2 separate regions of the Mus musculus genome follow, and region 1 is linked to region 2. The links are chromatin contacts, called in public Hi-C maps. All regions are on one chromosome and are shown on one strand. Each heading gives the region's core, a stretch centred on a gene start, on an enhancer-like site or on the middle of the called end of the contact. The rest is flanking DNA. Distances are from core to core; before and after follow the strand shown.

Evidence for each region. Hi-C and Micro-C count contacts between places; a contact is called where the count stands out from the background.
Region 1: a contact with region 2 is called in a Hi-C map of 3T3-L1-derived adipocytes, with 4 times the contacts expected there. The contact joins two enhancer-like sites. A contact is called at or near these places in 1 of 39 promoter capture datasets (embryonic stem cells), 1 of 484 Hi-C or Micro-C datasets (3T3-L1-derived adipocytes), 3 of 115 datasets of contacts at active chromatin or transcription factors (CD8 T cells, embryonic stem cells and hepatocytes) and 4 of 9 other capture datasets (adipose tissue, liver, macrophages and 1 more).

What each region holds. Positions count from the first base shown.
Region 1 is chr2:27,712,940-27,715,639 of GRCm38.p6, forward strand. All of the region lies in intron 1 of Rxra (retinoid X receptor alpha), which reads left to right. Among named protein-coding and RNA genes, the nearest start is that of Rxra, 37 kb to the left of the region's middle. Within about 2 kb of position 1,327, at least 62 of the 459 cell types and tissues checked have an H3K27ac peak or open chromatin away from gene starts, as enhancers often do. A contact at or near this core is called in 3T3-L1-derived adipocytes and hepatocytes, where this site is marked.
Region 2 is chr2:27,597,939-27,600,638 of GRCm38.p6, forward strand. No RefSeq gene overlaps it. Among named protein-coding and RNA genes, the nearest start is that of Gm39776, 22 kb to the left of the region's middle. Within about 2 kb of position 1,348, at least 49 of the 459 cell types and tissues checked have an H3K27ac peak or open chromatin away from gene starts, as enhancers often do. A contact at or near this core is called in 3T3-L1-derived adipocytes and hepatocytes, where this site is marked.

The DNA of each region.
Region 1 (2,700 bases), core at 77-2,576, 110 kb after region 2:
ATCGGCAGTTCTCTACTCTCTCCATCCCAGCCAGGTCTTTTCTGGCCTCAGGGTCAAGGTCGAACCTCCTTTTCTGATCCTCATGTCCCCAGCTCTCTTCTTACATGCTAGCCCCTCACTCCCTCTTTCTCTCCTGGTGGCACTCCACTTCCATAGGGCAAGATATGAGGTTTCCCAGATCTCTGCCATGCCTCCAGATCCACATGTGATAGGGGGCTGGTCATGTCCTTGTGTGAGAGTCTGTATCTCTTGGTATTTATAGCCTGGCTGTGCAGAGGCCCTCAGGGAGCCGAGAGGAGTTGATTACCTCATTATCTCCGGAGAATTATCCTTGTGTTTGTTGGATACTGGGATGGGGGACACCTGGACAGAAGTGCTTGCATGTAGAACCTGTTGTGATGCAGGGCCTGGGCCAGGGACTGTGGCATGCTGTCACTGGGCCATAGGCATAGCCACATTTGGGCCTCAGAGACTGGGCGGGTGGCAGTGTGGACATGGTGGCTCTGGGTGCTCCATTACAGAGTTCTGTTGTCATCTGGGTTGGGGGTTTGACAGTAGGAGAGACATCACCTCTAACTCAGGCTATCAGAACATGGCTAGGCTGGAAACCTGTCAGATTATCAGGGTGGGATATCTGTTCTGGAGTTGAAAACGGAACATGGGCGAGGTTGGCTACCACATGGTATCAGTTGTTGGTGGGGCCCTGCCCCTATTGTTGGGGCCTCAAGACTGTAGAATTCTCTAGCAAAAGACTTGGGTCCAATGCCAGTCATGCAACTCCCACCCCATTAAAAGTTTTCCTTCCTTCTGGGTGTCAGGCTCAGCTCCTCTAAGGTTTGTGTCCTGGGAAGAGTTCGTCCAACTCACTGGGCCTCAGTTTCCCTTCTTGTCTGATGGGGTAGTAGTGTGGACTCAAGTGGTGACCTTGAGTGTCTCCTGCTGTCTTCAGGGTTCTGTGACTTTGTTTAAAATTCATCTAAGGCTTCCAGGCTGCCCAGAGTCACTGCATGTGTAGAGCAAGGCCTCTCTGGCTTTGGTACTGGGTGCTCAAGCTGGGGACCACAAGGGTTGTTCTTTCTAGATTGTGATCTTCTGAAGCCTCACCCTTGGCAGATTGCAGGATCTCCTTCCCAGTCCTGGACAGGGCATCTGAGGGACAGAGCCTGGGGCCTGGGGCCTGGGGCTGAGTGCTGGTGGGGGGTGGGGGTGGGAGTGGGGGACCAGGGGATGGGGGTGGGGGGAGGGCAGCTCTGCTCCTAGGGCATGGCCCTCTTATGTCTCTGCCTGTCCCTTTGTGGGGCAGTCACGGGGAGCACAGCCTTCCCTGTGTGTTGGGCAGGCAAACAGGCCGAGATGGCCACCGTCCTTCCTGGGTGCTGTGCATGTTGAAACCCATCTCTGACGTGGCCAAGATATTGAAATAAGTTCTTGTGAGTTTCCCAATATCCTGCCAGCCCGTCACAGGACTGGTTGTCAGGTGCCTGGTGCCAGGCCTGGCCTGTGTCTCCCCCATGGGGTGCCCAGGCCTCATTTTCCTCCTGAGAGGGGGAACACACTCTCTCCACTGCTGCTGAGAACACCAGTTAAGGTCATGATATCAGGGGAGGGTGACAATACTCCAGACAAGAAATCCTAACAACAGCTCAGTTTTATGGAGGGGGGAAAATTGAGGAATAGCAGAGTGACGGGATTTGATGTCAGGCCTTTGAGCCTGTGCCCGAACAGAGTAGCCTGTGTGAGTGGATGGCAGAATGAGGCAGGGCGCCATGGTAGCATGGTGCTCGTATGTGTTGGCTGGAGAGGAGAGGGCAAGAGGACAGGAGACTCAGCACAGTGTGTGCACTCCCAAAGGAAGGAAGCCTGGACTGGCCATGGGGGTCACCTGCGTTAATGGATGCTGGAGGTTGTGGGATGTAGGAAACTGTGTCAGTACCCAGTGTTGTCCCTCTGTCCCTGTGGCCAAGGCCAGGCAGGCTGAAAAACTCATTGATCACCACTCATTGCAGGCCCTTGACCTGGAAAGTCTTCCCACCTCGCAGGAGGTTCCTGTGCTATGTTTAGAGAGAAAATAGCTCAGGGAGGCCCTATGGCCATCCTAGTGTACATAGAGCCCTGTGACCAGATGGCTAGGGGCTGGGGCATGAAGATTTAGTCATTAATTTGGGAATGGCTCACACACCCTTGGGGCAGATGCTGGCTCTGCCCTGGTGGTCTCAATGGCCCCAGGCTTATGGCTTTTGTTGATCTGGCCAGTGTTGAGGACTGTCCTCTGGCTCTGTGAGCTAAGGAGTGGGGTACAGGAAAGCTTGAGACTATCCTCCTAGCTGGCAGAGTGACCCAGTGACGCCATCAGGTTGTGTATGTGTGTAACTTTGGTTCTAGGAATCTCATGGTTGAACCTTCCCAAGCTGTGGTGTAGTGCCTGCTCTTTGCTCATCAGTAGAGCCCTGCCCATAAGGAAGCAGACGCTCTGAGAGGGCAGAGGGTCTGGGCGTGGCAGCTGTATCACCAGGACTATAAGGAGGGAAGTCTGAAGCTTGCTTCCTGGAAAGTGAAATTTTTAATGCTCCAGACTGGGAAGGAGGATACGTGTGATTCAGTTGGCAGACATGACAGGGCAGAGCTATGACCACAGAGGCCTCCTCAGTTACAGAGTTACAATCTATTGTATGTATTATATACTGATTGGGATCTGAGCCT
Region 2 (2,700 bases), core at 98-2,597:
CATTTCATCTTGCAAGGCAGCCTTGGAGGGCATGCTCTGGGGTTGACGTGGTCCAGGTGGCTGAGCTGGTGTGGGGCGGATCTTTGTAGCTAAGGCCAGCCTCTGGTATATGCTAGCACAGGGCAAGTCCCCAGTGGGGTGCCAAAGCTCTTGGCACCATCATTACAACTGAGATTGGTCCCAGATGAGCTGAGTCTGGCCCTGTGACAAGTGCTTGCCCCTGAGGGCTGCTCACCTGGCTTCCTTGGCTTCATGGCTCTTCAGACTCCTTGTCTTCAGTCACCAGGTCACTGTGCTCCTGACTCTAATTAGCTGTCAGGGGAGCAAGGTTCCTGGCATCCTTCCTATCCTAGGCTAGGGGCCCTGGAGCCTGGGCCAGGGACAACCTTAGCCTGTGTTCTGTAGAGCTGGTGTCTTGATTAGTCTTATGTCATCCTGACCCAAGCTAGAGTCATCTGAAAGGAGGGAACCTCAATTGAGAAAATGCCTTCATAAGATCTGGATGTAAGGGATTTTCTTAACTGGTGATTGATTTATGAGGACCCAGCCACTGTGGGCAGTGCCATCTTTGGACTGGTGGTCCTGGTTTCTATAAGAAAGCAGGCTGAGCAAGCCTCAAAGAGCAAGCCAGCAAGCAGCACCCCTCCATGGCCTCTGCATCAGCTCCTGCCTCCAGGTTCCTGTCCTGCTTGAGTTCCTGTCCTGACATCCTTTAGTGGTAAAAAAAGTATGTGGATGGATAAACTGAATAAACCTTTTATCCCGCAGGTTGCTTTGGTTACGGTGTTTCGTCACAGCAATAGTGATCTTGACTTAGACAGCTAGGTTACAGGGAGAGCTCTGTGGAGCTGTACTCATGTGTATACACTCGTGTTTGCATGTTCTTGACCACGCCTGCACTCACATACAGCCATAGGCTTTCACCGGCTCTATGTATGTGCACAAGGGTAAGTGTATGCGTACCTCTTTGCCAGCTGACATACACACACGTACGCACATTCTCTTACACGGGCAGATGGCACAATTACACACAGGTGTGCCCACACCCTTCGATCCACACAGGCAGAGCCCACCACTGTACACAGGTGTGTACCCAGCCTTCCCCAACCCAGGCAGAGGCCATAGCTGGCTGGCATGCACACACACGCACACTCAGGGCAGTTCCACGGCAGCACAGCCCCCCCCTGCAGCCCAGTGGCTCCTTTTGCAACTCTTGCATTTCCAGCCCAGTCCTTTGTATAGGCAGAAGCTTTCAAAACACTTCAGGCTTGTTTACCAAGCTGTGCAAGAACATTTTGTCTCCTCTCCAGCTAGGCCTTCCATGAGGAGCAGGAACGTGCCCGGCCCAGTACTGGGCCAGCTGTGCATTTGCCAATAGTGCCCCCGGCCTCTTAAAGGGCCAGCTGGGCACACCTCAGAAAAAGACAGTGGGGCTTGGACAAAGGCCAGCTGGCCAGCTCTTGCCATCCCAGTGGCTCTTGGCTCCTCACACCAGGTCCCTTGTAAGATGAAGCATTAAAGGGCCAGAGCCTGGGGACTAGCCTGGGAGTTGTTCGTGGGGTTGGGCTATGAAGGGGATCGCTGGCTAGTCATCATTACAGTGTCAGAGTTTAGAGTTCATGTGAGGTATGGACTGTGCCAGAGACATATGCCAGTTCTGCCCTGCAGCCTCTTGAGTTGGTAGTAGACAGAGTACCACAGAGGATACTGTCATATCCTGGCCATGCCATCCTGGCACTTCGGTCCAGGTCAGGGCTCCACATTTGCTGGGAAGGCCAGTCACTCAGTAGAGTCAGGGTGCTGCCAGGAGTTCCCTTTGGCTGGTGTTTTGGGTCAGTGGTCTTTGCCTTGCTTCTGGCTTCTTCCTGGGCCTCACCCTCTGCCAAGCAGCCCCCCACCCCGGTTTCAGCGGTTATAGGTATTGTTCTTGAATCTGCAATGCCCTCAGTGTCAAGGCTAATGGTGAGTGTCCCCAGCCTTTTCCTCCCCCCACTCCCTGCTCTCCCCAGCCTGTCATCTGCCTAGCTCATGGCCTCAGCCTCCTTTGACCCAGGACATGAAGTAAGCAAAGGGTGGGGCCACCCCAGTCCTCTGAGCTTGGGGTATGCCAGGAACCCAGAAGGGAGATGGAAAAGCAAAGCCAGCCCCAGAGATCAAGGTCCAGTAGGGAAACATGCACATCGACTCTGAGTAGCCTGATACCCAGGATAATAAGGGAAATGCGACCAAAGAGAGATTCTTCCTATTGAGAGAAGTCTTTGATGCTGCATCAGAACCCAGGCTGGCAGGGGCAGGGTAAAAAGCAGCTGAGGCGTCTGCTAAAAGTGTTGCCTGAAGTATCCGTGTGAGGGGCCGCTGAGGACCTGCCATTCTGAGAAGGACGCTATGGGGCACCACAGTGACAGAGTGAGGGCTAGAGGCTGTGGCAGATTGGAGGCAGATGACACTAAGGTCCCTGAAGCCTTGGAGCCCAGGCGTGTGCTTTGGGTGCTCTTAGGGGATTGGACCTGAATCTTTGAGCAGATTGAAACTGTCCTTGTGGCTTTGCTGGGGACTATGAAACCCTGAATATCCATCGCCCCCAGGATGCCTGCTCAGAGGCCATGGAACCAGTGCCAGAGTCCCACAACCCAATGACACTTCAGTGGGTCAAGGGGGCTCAGTGGGCCTCTCTCTGCCTCAGCCTGTGGGAAGGGGAGG